Linked DNA regions of Zea mays: regions 2 and 3 are each linked to region 1. The links are chromatin contacts, called in public Hi-C maps. All regions are on one chromosome and are shown on one strand. The core of a region is the stretch at or near the end of the contact, and the rest is flanking DNA. Distances in the headings are between cores, read along the strand shown. Region 1 holds the start of LOC100285642 (ZF-HD homeobox protein). Region 2 overlaps LOC103646439 (kinesin-like protein KIN-7E, chloroplastic). Region 3 holds the start of LOC100304269.

The links. A called contact is a pair of places that touch in the nucleus more often than the background predicts.
Region 2: a Hi-C map of ear shows a contact between it and region 1, with 5 times the contacts expected there. The contact joins the enhancer-like site here to the promoter of LOC100285642 in region 1. A contact is called at or near these places in 11 of 25 Hi-C or Micro-C datasets (bundle sheath, ear, endosperm and 3 more) and 1 of 3 datasets of contacts at active chromatin or transcription factors (leaf).
Region 3: a contact with region 1 is called in a Hi-C map of root tip, with 4 times the contacts expected there. The contact joins the promoter of LOC100304269 here to the promoter of LOC100285642 in region 1. A contact is called at or near these places in 4 of 25 Hi-C or Micro-C datasets (ear, endosperm and root tip).

The regions. Positions count from the first base shown.
Region 1 is chr2:51,642,450-51,646,114 of Zm-B73-REFERENCE-NAM-5.0, reverse strand. It overlaps LOC100285642 (ZF-HD homeobox protein), which reads right to left and starts at 1,951. Exons shown (of 1, transcript NM_001158533.2): 1 at 597-1,951. The coding sequence starts at 1,793. The coding sequence ends at 891.
Region 2 is chr2:51,472,182-51,475,832 of Zm-B73-REFERENCE-NAM-5.0, reverse strand. LOC103646439 (kinesin-like protein KIN-7E, chloroplastic) reads right to left here. Exons shown (of 25, transcript XM_008671172.3): 23 at 3,347-3,651; 24 at 3,044-3,133; 25 at 1,843-2,322. The coding sequence ends at 2,302. Among protein-coding and RNA genes, the nearest start is that of LOC103646439, 33 kb to the right of the region's middle. Within about 2 kb of position 1,567, at least 11 of the 20 cell types and tissues checked have an H3K27ac peak or open chromatin away from gene starts, as enhancers often do. A contact at or near this core is called in ear and tassel, where this site is marked.
Region 3 is chr2:51,850,487-51,854,436 of Zm-B73-REFERENCE-NAM-5.0, reverse strand. LOC100304269 reads right to left here and starts at 1,464. Exons shown (of 8, transcript NM_001361394.1): 1 at 1,123-1,464.

The sequences.
Region 1 (3,665 bases), core at 702-3,201:
ACGGGTCTCCTGCGCCGCGCCCCACACCCACCTCGGCCCCACCGGCGGCGGCACAGGCTCCGGTGGAACACCGAACTGCAGGTGCGGCCGGGTGTGTCTCATGTTTGGGCGCGTGGGAGCAGGCGAGCAGCCCCCGGCAACTGCAATGGCAGGTCGTCGAAACGAAACCCCGGCTCCACCCACCACCGCGTCCACCGGCAGGCACGGCCGATACGCGCGTGGGCGCAGTCCGCGCGGCCGCGGCGCAGGGCGCAAATGGTAACAAAGATAGCAGGCCACCAGCGTTGGGACTCCAACCCACCGATCCCAAAGCCCACGCCCACGCCCACGCACGCCTTGTCGCAGCCAAAGCCACAACCAAACGTCCAAACGTGGCCGGCCGTTGCGACCAGGCGAGGCCTGGACCAGAGCGGTGAAATTAGTTGTCGTATCAAGAACTGACACAAGCAGATCATAGCAAAACCAGGCGTGCTTCCAAAGGAGATTTTTTTTCCAGGCACTGACTCCGAAGCTCCCGCACGGATCAGATCATCATTAGTCCCAGGTGACAGTACGAGATTAGGAGGAGACAGTGCGGCCACAGCAGAGCCTAATAATAATTTAAGACTACGAATGAAATTAATAAAGAGTAGACAGCAGGAGAAGAAAGTGACAGATATGCCACCCGTGACACGGGCACACGGCCGCGTCAGAGGAGGCAAGGAGGGTTAACATGGGAACGAGGGGGTTGTACTTGCAGAAGTAGTAGTAGTACGTAGCTAGTGAACGGCTGACGGTTACCTAGAGCTAATTAACTGTTACATGAACCTAAGAGTGATTAAAAGGAGCCGATTAGGCGCGCGAGGCAAGACGCAAGAGTGGGAAAGTGCCTTCGGTCGTCGGCTGGGCTGCTAGACGCTGATGGGAGACGGGGAAGGGGAGGAGACAGCGGCGCGTGGCGGGGAGTCGTCGGTGTCGTCATCGTCGTCGTCGTCTCCGTCGCCGGTGATGCCGACGCCGGTTCCGGTGCCGGTGGCGGTGCCGGCGCCAGCGGCGGGGCTGAGGCCGATGCCCGCGGCTGCGGCCGCGGCGACGGAGTTGGAGGCGAGCTGGTTCTTGTGGTTGTGCATCCACACCTTGAGCACCTGCCGCTTGACGCCGATCTCGTCGCAGAAGCGGTCGAGGGCGCCGTCGTCGTTGCGCTGGATGCGCCAGCCCTGCTTCTCCGCGAACTCGCGCATCCGCTCCTTCTGCTCCGGGGTGAACTTGGTCCGGAACCGCTTGCGCCCGAAGCTGCCGCTGCCGCTGCCCGCGCCGCTGCCGGGCGCGAGGCCGACGCCGAAGTCGTCCAGGCGCGGCGGCGTCTCGGAGCCGGCGCGCGCGGCGAGCCACGGGGGCGCGGCGGCGGCATTGGGCACGGCGTGGTACGGCAGCGCGAGGTGCGGCGGCGGCGCTGGCACCGGCACCGGCACCGACGGGAGGAAGCCCTGCAGCGCGGCCTGGTGGTGGTGATGGTGGTGGAAGTGCTGCTGCGGCGGCGCGGGCAGCGCGGGCGGCGGCGGCGGGCGGAAGAAGACGGGCGGCGCGCACGGGCTCGCCGCCGCCAGCGCGCGGCGGTGGAAGCTGCGGTGGCACCCGCACGCCGCGCACTTGAGCGTGTCCGGCGAGGACGCCATGTACTCGCCGCAGCCGTCGAACGCCTGCCCGCCCATGGCCGCCGCGTGGTTGCGCATGCACTCCTTGTACTTGCCGCCCGCGGCGTCGCCGCCGCCGCCGGCCCCATCGTAGGGCACCAGGCTCAGGTGATCCATCATGTCCTGCGTCGTCTCCCGACCCAACCAAGTGGTCCGGTGGTGGGGCTGGTCCCTTCCCTCACGCCCGACGTGCGGGGTGGAGCCTGTGTCTGTGTGTTTGTCTTCCTCCCCTGCCTGCGCCTCCTCCACCTGGCTATCACTCGCAGTCGGCAGTCCGCAGGCAGGAGGGCGGCAGGGGGATGGATTTTATCCGCGCGGGGCTCGGTCGCTGTCTCAGCCAGCCCCCCGCGTGCCCGGCACGAGCACAGCGATTAACCTTAACACACAAAGCCCCCTATCAAACGCGCTGCTAGGATGATTAATAAGCGGCGGTGCGGCGCCACGTGGCGTGCGGCAGCCGCTGAGTCCCGGCCCTGCGCTCGCCACGTGAGGCAGGGACAGCCGGACAGGGAGGTCGGTTCGGGGTCTTCCGACTCCGGGACACGGGACGAAAGCCAAGGGGGGGACGGACGTGTCGACCGGCCACTGGGTGGCGCGGTAACAGTAACGGCCGTGCCGGGTTTCCCCGCGGGGGCCGGGCCCGCCACGTTGGGTGCGGCGGCGGTGGTGCCTCTGCGGCGGCGTCAGACGCGTAGGCTTGCCCGGACGGACGGAGGGGGGGCGGTGAGGTATGGGCGAACAGCCAGGCGTCCGTCCATAGCCGTGGCTTGGCTTGGCGTGGCTCGTCTTGTCCCCAGGATCCTCTGCGCCGTGCGTGGCGTGGGGGCGGACCGTGCTTCGTGCACGGACGGACGGCGACGGACTCGTGATCACTGACCCGCTCAGCTGCCCTGCAATTACGCGCGGCAGTTGGATCTCTGACGAAACTTACGCTTGCCTCCCACACCCACACGGGCCACGGGCATGCGCCGTGAAGAGGCAGGCTTATCTTATCTCTTGTCTCCGCTAAGCGGCAGGGCCGATGAATAAATTGCAGTCTCCGTTGATTCATTCATGGTGATCACACGACGCTTACACCTGCATTGATCGCCTGGCTTACTCCCACCGACGTCAAGCACGCGTGCACAGTGAGAAGGCCGCTGGGGCGCAGCGCAGTAAAGGCTAGCGAGAGGGGATCGGATATGCCTTGCGTCCGTGACAGCTGAGAGATCTCTCCGTCGCCGGGCCCACTGCCCCCGGCTCTACAGGGTACTACTACTGCTCCTGCTCGGGGCACGCTCTCCTCCTGCCGTCCTGCGTATGCACGCATGCATGTATGATTTCTCGTCGCCTTCAGTTTTGTGCTTGCGCGTGCTCGCTGCGTCAGTCAGGTAGGTCGCGTCCATTTGAGTGGAGTCGGCAAGCAGCCAGGCAGGCAGGTGGTGAGCAAAGCAAACGCGATGCTCTATTATCTCGCACGGATATTTGCCGTTCACGGGCGATGATTGATGACATGATCCCCGAACTGAACCCCTGGCTGGCTACGGGAGAGAGAGAGATGGGCAGAGTGGTGGACGGTGGTGGTGGGCGTGGGGGAACACGCCACGCCAGCGGGGGCCGGGCAATCAATGGCTCGCCCCCCATGCGTCGTCCTATTCCTACCTCCTCTCCCGCTCACACGGACACGGAGGGAGGCGTAGGTCGATCGGCCGCATAATGACACGCTGCTCCACTGCTTGCCTAGAGATAGCATCGCTACAGTGCTGAGCTTGCATGGTTGGGAGGACACAATTCAGCTTGAGGCTGGCCGCACTGGGCTACTGGCCTACTGCAAACGCTACTCGACGCAGCAATAGAGTTCAACACAAGCGCAGCGGCGGACTCGATTCATACGCTATCTACTGTGCACGGCAGCAGAAACGCTAGCAATAGCGTCGGACGCAGCAGAAACGCTATCCACTGTAGCGTACGAGTGGAGGTGGAGGCCAGAGAGTGGGTGGTGGGGCCCATGGT
Region 2 (3,651 bases), core at 318-2,817, 170 kb after region 1:
GAGATAGTCTTTGAGCTCGAATCTTGGCCGTGTGTGTGCGCGTTTCGCTGTGGATTTGTGTGTGTTGCTTCCCTCCCTTACTCCGTGCTTTCTCGTGAATCTTAAGTGTAAGGGCGAGAGACTCCAATTTGTGGAGATTCCTCGCGAGTGGGATAAAGATAAGCAAGGCAAAATACCGTGGTATTCAAGTGGGTCTTTGGACCGCTTGAGAGGGGTTGATTGCAACCCTCGTCCGTTGGGACGCCACAACGTGGAGTAGGCAAGTTTTGTACTTGGCCGAACCACGGGATAAATCACCGTGTCTCCTCTGTGTTGAATTCTCTGTGATTGTCGTATTGTGCAAGATCTCCTCTTTAGCCACTTGGCAATTGTTGTGCTAACCCCTAACAAGTTTTTGTGGCTATAAGTTAAGTTTTTACAGGATCACCTATTCACCCCCCCCCCCTCTAGGTGCTTTCACAAAGGGAAAAAGATGCACATAATGTTGTGATGGTTCGTCTGATATGATCTTTGCATATGCATGGGAGTTGACATGTCTGGCTAGAGGTCGCTGTCAATTATTGAGCTAAGTAAGAGTACCTGGGCCATGTCTATGTATACATGAACATATAGGGTCACACACTTAAGGGGAAAGAAGTCTAATTTGGATATGATGTAGATTACACTAAGTTTAGGGTTGCTGATGGGCCTATGAGTCAGAAGCCCGTCGAGATGACTATATAATGAGGGATAGGGAGCAGTTAGGGTAATCTAATTTGCCCACTAGAACACCAGCAACCACGATCCTCATGCCCTCTCCACGCTGTCGTCGCGGACCTAGCATGGTGCTTCCTTCATGCACGTGGTGATACTTTAGAGATGCTATATCTGGAGCACTAGGACGAACCGGGCGAGGTGCTTATTCTCTTTAAAAAAAATTATAGATATAAGGGATGAGATAAGATGTATGTTGTCTGTCGTAGCTTTTTAATCTCATAGAACACAAATTTTTTTAGGTATAATAGATTGGACAGAATATCTGACGGAGATGCACTTATTTGGGCCGGTGTGTATTTCTCGCTTTCTGACAAGGATCAAAGGTAGTCACGACAGCCATGATTAACCGCTGGACTGAGACTCAACCGGGATTCCCAACCGGCAGCCCGTGTCGAAAATTGTAGAGCCCCTTTTCAGCTTGTCCGTTCTTGGCGAATCTGGGGCAGAATTATAGTCCGCTCAGCCTTTCGTTCACCTTTTTCTTTGAATGGATTGCTCGTGGAGTTTCGACTTGCCTGCATTACCACGTTGTACCTACATTTACATTCAATCACTTAAACTCCAACCAACCTGGTTTCATCCGACCCGTCGTAACGGTGTACCAAGCGCCTCCAGGTTCCAGCAATGGCCGGGACCATAGACGCTCCAAGTCAAGGCACAACTGCACCAGTTTGTACATGTCATGCACATGATCCTGTGAGTACTCCCATGTAAGGAGATACTGGCGTATAGCACGGAACACTGCGCAGAAGATGTCCGGGTCCGGGGTCACGCTAAACCAAGGCGTCGTCCTCCAGCCGCAGGATTGGGCAGCGATAAAGCTTGTCGTCGGCGAGGACGACCTGCCCTGTACCCTGGTCAGGATCCACAGTTACGGGTAGCTTGTAATGGCGAAGATTCGGAACACGGAAACGCCATGCGCCGCGCAGTCGAGTGGGACATCGTAGTGACACCCCACATGATAATCCGTAGCTTAATAATCGCAGATCCGTGTGGCAACACCAACACATCGCTGCCGTGCCGTGCTCTTGGCTGATTGGGTGGAGTCAACCATCGTCGGGCACGGCACCAGGTGCACGGCAGTCATGCATCACATCAACAGCAAGTTTGCCAAAGCTACATCAGCGTCCGTTCGGGTTTACTACAGTTTTTGAAGGGCAGAGCACGGTCCAGGTATAACAGAAACACCACCTTCGGGTTTTACCGGCTCATATATTACCAGTATAAATACAATCCGGGTACTCCTACAATACCACTGCTACTATCTTTAATAAAAAGCTGTACAGGAGGGGAGTATCTGCATGCTAACTACTCAGTGACCATTAGCGCCTGCTATCTAACCGCATTTTGCTTCGTTTTCTGTCGGTTAAACGCAGGAATCAGTGTCCAAAGGCGGACTAATCAAGGTTGTCCCGGTTGCAGTAGCAGCAACTATGTGAAATTGTGAGTGGAACTTCAGAGAGATGGGCATGAAGTTGAAGGGACATCTGAGAAATAAGCTCTGGCCTGCATGAAAGCGGCTACTCGTCTCAGGAAAGGTTTTTGCTATAGCGCCTGACTTGCCATCTGCAGAGCACGACATAGGTGTGTTAAGCAAGGGAAACACATACTAGCGCGTGTGGAGTGAAAGCATGTTCATTATGTTAAAAGGGAAAGTATTCGCAAACAACAAATTCCACGTGCTTATGGACTGCCCTCTCCCTTCCAAATTACAAGTCATTCCAACTTTATTGGATAAATGAATAGTCAAAACATCTCAAGTTTAACCAAATTTATATAGTAAGTATCATTAGATTATTCACTAATCATATTTTTATGGTGATGCCATAAGTCTTTTAAGTTCTCAATCTAATCATATTTTTACGGTGATGTCATGAGTCTTTTTAATTCTCTATAATTTTAGTTAAACGTAAGATGATTTAACTCTCAAAAAAAGTAACTTATAATTTGAAATGGAGGGAGTAAGACAAATTCCTATAGATTTCGTTTAGCTTGTAGTGCATATGCGCCTATAATTTGTTCTTTTCATATGATTTTTTTTGTGGATGGTGTTTGAACCTCAAATTATTATGTAATAATGCACACTATTAGATGCACTATGAATGTGCTTTGTTTTATTTAAAAAAAAACTCCGAAGTATGTTTTGCAGGGGTTTCATTCCACTGAATATTTTCCCGTTCAAAAGATACCAGCTTTCCTCAAACCAATGGGAGCATGACGTGTCCATATGTACAGTACGTGTGCGCAAGGGCCGTGGCCTTTGGCGCTCCCAGGTGGAATGGCATACCTTTTCTTGGCAGATCCTTGACAGTGCTTCTACATGGAAGTTTTGTAGTTCTTCAAGAACTTTAACATCTAGGCCCCTGAGGTCCTCACCCTAAAAAGAAAAAATTTTGCATCAGAAGCATAGAAACACAAGCTAAATAGCGGAATGTCAACTCATTCTGGGCCAAAGTGAAAATTAGCCCATAAAGTTAATTTTCACAACTAAATATGGTAGACCCTACCGCATAAGACTCCTCATTATCTCTTCCCTTCTTTTTACTTAAGCTGAAAAAAGTTAGTGCAATGATACACAGATTATAATCACCTTTAGTTTGGACACGATGCTTTCCAATTCCTTGCAGCGCATTCTTTCAAAATTGTATGCAGCTCTTGCTTCTTCAAAAGTACTGAGGCCATCCCAGCACCCATTATCCGATGCTTGCATTTCACTTACCAGTCTACCACTATCAGTCTTGGATGAGTGAAAGCCGTTTTGCTTTGCTTTAAATTCAAATACATCCTGTTGAGAGTTTTCTTTCTTTATCTTCGAAAGAAGGGCCCCCATGCTTGCCAGTTCATTTTTCAACTCATGCTCACGGCATTTTGCATCATCAATAATCTTTAGAAGCT
Region 3 (3,950 bases), core at 215-2,714, 210 kb before region 1:
AAACAATTGCAATATGGCTAAAGCAGACATTGATGAGCTCAATCAAAGCATGCATACTCCAAAACCAAAACACAATGAGCCACTATCGCTGTGTAATACCACATTCCATGGCTCTGTGCCAACAGGAGTAGCCATCCGGTATCCAACTTATCAGTCGACAAACGCAGGGAACAAGTTCCCTAAAATAATTGCAGGGAACAAATGTCTGAGCAACCGAAAGAGGTGTGGTTCCGGAAATAGGATCCAGTGCTCAATCTATCGGCCTACCAAAGCATGATGAAAAAAAAGAAGAGGACATATCTGGTGCACATGGAAGCTTAGTGCACATGGTGCACATATTAAATCATCACCATCCATCTTAAATCTAACGTCTCTGGTTGATCATTACAATTTACAAATAACACCTTCCACCACTACATCTCATCACGTCGGAAGGTGTCCTTAGCAAAATATACCAAACAACTAGAGACGTTAGATCTAAAATAAGTGATGTTGATTTAATATGTGCACCATGTGCACTAAACTTCCATGTGCACCAGATATGTTCTCAAAAAAGAAACATGGATAAGCACTGCTAAACTGCCGGTCCCGGAATCAAAGGATAGCAGGTCTGCTCGCAAGGATATCAAAACAAAACACTGAACGCTGAAGACAACAGCGTCGAAGATACCAAACACCGAAGTGCGGAGCGGTGATTTTTATCTAGAATCACCATGACCTGGAACAGAGGTGCATTGTATCAATGAACGCAATGCTGTTTGTGGGTGACATGGGAAATGAACCAAAAGAATGGACCGGGATGGTGGAAATATGTTTCAAATGGCAGAAACACTCTCAGTGGATTCCAGAAGACCAGAACATGCACTAAGAACCAACTTCAGCGTGCACTAAGAAGCCAAGAACTCTACCCAGCATTCATTCGCTTAAAAAAGAGATGTAACCTTTGACCACCCCGCTATCCGTAGGGGCGCCAACGGATCAATCCTCCATCTGACGAACTGATCGATTAGACCGCAGAAGGCAGCAGCTGCATTTCCCCCATCAAGAAGCCCACCATACACCAAGGAGATCAAAGGGACACGGCGAAAACATGCATGGTTCAGGGATAGATGAGATACTAACCGCGAAGAGGGAGAAACGGCGGCATTGCCATCGGCCTTCCCTTATCCCCTCCCCATACGAGGCGAAGCCGGCATCTCCCTCACTCCTTCCTTCCTTCCAGTCCCTTCTTTCTTTATCCCTCTACTACCTCACCGCACCGAACAGTAATGGCAACTGGCAAGCACTCGCTCTGCTCCGGGGCGCGCGCAGCAATCTCTGCCTCCCCTACCCACACCCCACACAGGCACACACCCAGCCTTTTACCGCCCCTCGCCTCGTGGACAGGCGGCAGAATCGGGCAGTGCAGGCGGACAGGACAGGGGCGGCAAACGGATCTGCGTGTCCGTCGGACCGTCGCCCCATGCTGTCTCGGACAAGTCTCTCTGACATCCGGGGCCGCGGGGCCGGAGCGTGCGCAGCGTGCCGGCTTGACGTGACGGCGGACGACGCTCGTGGGCGGTGGGGCTTTTCGTCAACCTGTGCGCTTACGTGTCCGCCTCACGGCAGGTTGTACGTGTGGCTGGCTAGCTGCTCAGGTGGGTATTTGGGCGGAGCCCTTTTTTGCCCTCGGTTTTGCGTAAGGTGGGACCTGGGACGCGTGGGTTTTTGGTACTTTTTGTGAATTGACCAGATTCCACTTTGATATGGCTGGGTCTTCTCTACTTTGTCCTTTAAAATTATTTTTAAGTACTTTAGTTAACTTTTAAGCTCTAAAGTTTTCATATAAGATATATCAAAATTTAGAGTTAACTTTAAAGAAAAAAAATACAGGTAGATCTTAACTAAATTTTCCTAACAAGTGATAAATCCGTAAAGTTCAACTGTCATCAAGATCATACTTAAACTAAAGATTGGCATCAAATTGCAGTTATAACATTATTAGTACTAAAGGTTAAGACTTTGATGTGACGAATCAAAAATCAAAGATGCCATAGTCCAAGAAATTTATGATCCTAATGTTGAAAAGATATACTTTTTTCCTGTTCTAAATTATAGGTTATTTTAACCTTTTGAGAGTTAAAACAACTCAAGTATGACCAAAATTGTAGAAAGTATGAAATTAAATAGATATATTGTAAATATATAATTAATAAAAAAATAATGATACTTATTTGGTAACATGAATATTTATTATTTTATACATAAATTTGGTTAGATTAATAAGATTATAATAACTTATAATTTAAAAGGAGGAAGTAATATGCTTAACATTTTTGTGTGGCCTCTAAATAGATTAATAGATCAAGTCGAGCCTTTGTAAATATAGTACATGTCAGATTTTAATATTAGGTATATGTGAAATTAACCCCTCCCGCTCAATTTAAGTTCAATCTCTGTCACTAGCGTAATTATCCTAAGCTTCATGTCGCTGTTTGCCAATAATGACAACAAGCTTGATTTTGTTTACACCACTATTCTGAACGACTTCCGATGGCCACTATAATTTTGACGATCCTAGGGTTAGTTGTTGAAAGTAAACTTAACTTCTAACGGCTAAGAGCGAACGCCGAAAGTTAACATACTTTCGACAACTAACCCTAGGGCGGTTGAAAGTCAACTTAACCTTCGATGGTTTCGTCTAGAGTTGTTGAAAGTTAACTAACTTTCAACGATATTGAAAAACCATTGGAAGTTAAGGAATATAGCATGTCGTGTTGTCACTTTTGCGGTTAGTTGCGTCTTGTTCGTCTTCCACTTATCGTCCCTTTCTCCACTTGGTTCCGCACATCGTGGGTGCGCCGCCCGCCTTCTCACACCATCGTGTATAGCACCCCGACCCCACGCCCGTGCGCTGCCAACCCGCACCCTACATGTGCGCCCCGCACCACTAGCCTGCCTCCGTGTTATCGCACCACCATTACATCACGTTGTCAGCCAACCCTAGGGCGTTGGCATGAATCTGTGTCTCGGCGCATCGCCAACCTACCCATGTGTGTCCCATCCTCCTTTTAGGTAGTTCAATGCACATTAGTAAATTTATCTAGGGTCTATGTCATTCAATGTCTAATAGGTGGTCGGGGAATTGCTCGAACCAATTTTGCATCAAGAACCAATATATTTTATATATACCATCTAGATAGATACTGGTGGTTATGAGTATGTCATATGTATCTAAGAATTGTGTAACAAGTTTGATGAACATAGTTTATATTCTTATATCCTCGTAAGTAGATTACAATAATAAAAACAAGATTCAATGAAAATGTCATGACATATATATTTTATTACCAATTCATAATTGGTTTGTGTTGGTAAACACACATGTTTTTAGCCTACTGACACGAACGACATCAGCGCTCTAGCCTCAACATCAGACCACAAAAACACAGAGAGAGAGAGAGAGACTAATAGCCTAACATGGCCCAAACCCACACACACACACACATATATATGTGTGTGTACATATATATATATACACACACACACATGCACAACTGGACAATTTGAGCTTCAATACTAAATTTAGCTACTTCCGAGTCGAGAGCGAAAGCACATAGATATTAAATGGAAGTAATCCATAAGCATATTACTCTAAGTACACAATAAAAGACACTAGGTGACTCATCATATCTCTCGTTCTATCTACGCCTCCCTTGAACAAATAGAATGTAAGATATGAATCAGTGTGGCCAGGGTGCATGCAGTGAGGCGACAGATTAGTTCCCATCAATAGGGCGTGGCCAGGCGAGCATGTCGATGAAATGCATCACGTGGAGGATCGAACCACATCGATAGGTACTCCCGTCACTGCGGTTTGAACCTCCATGGGATGGCACCCAGTCAATAGAGGATGCGATGCATATTGTCAACAAACCTCTTGCACACTAGCTAGACTACTTCATATCTTG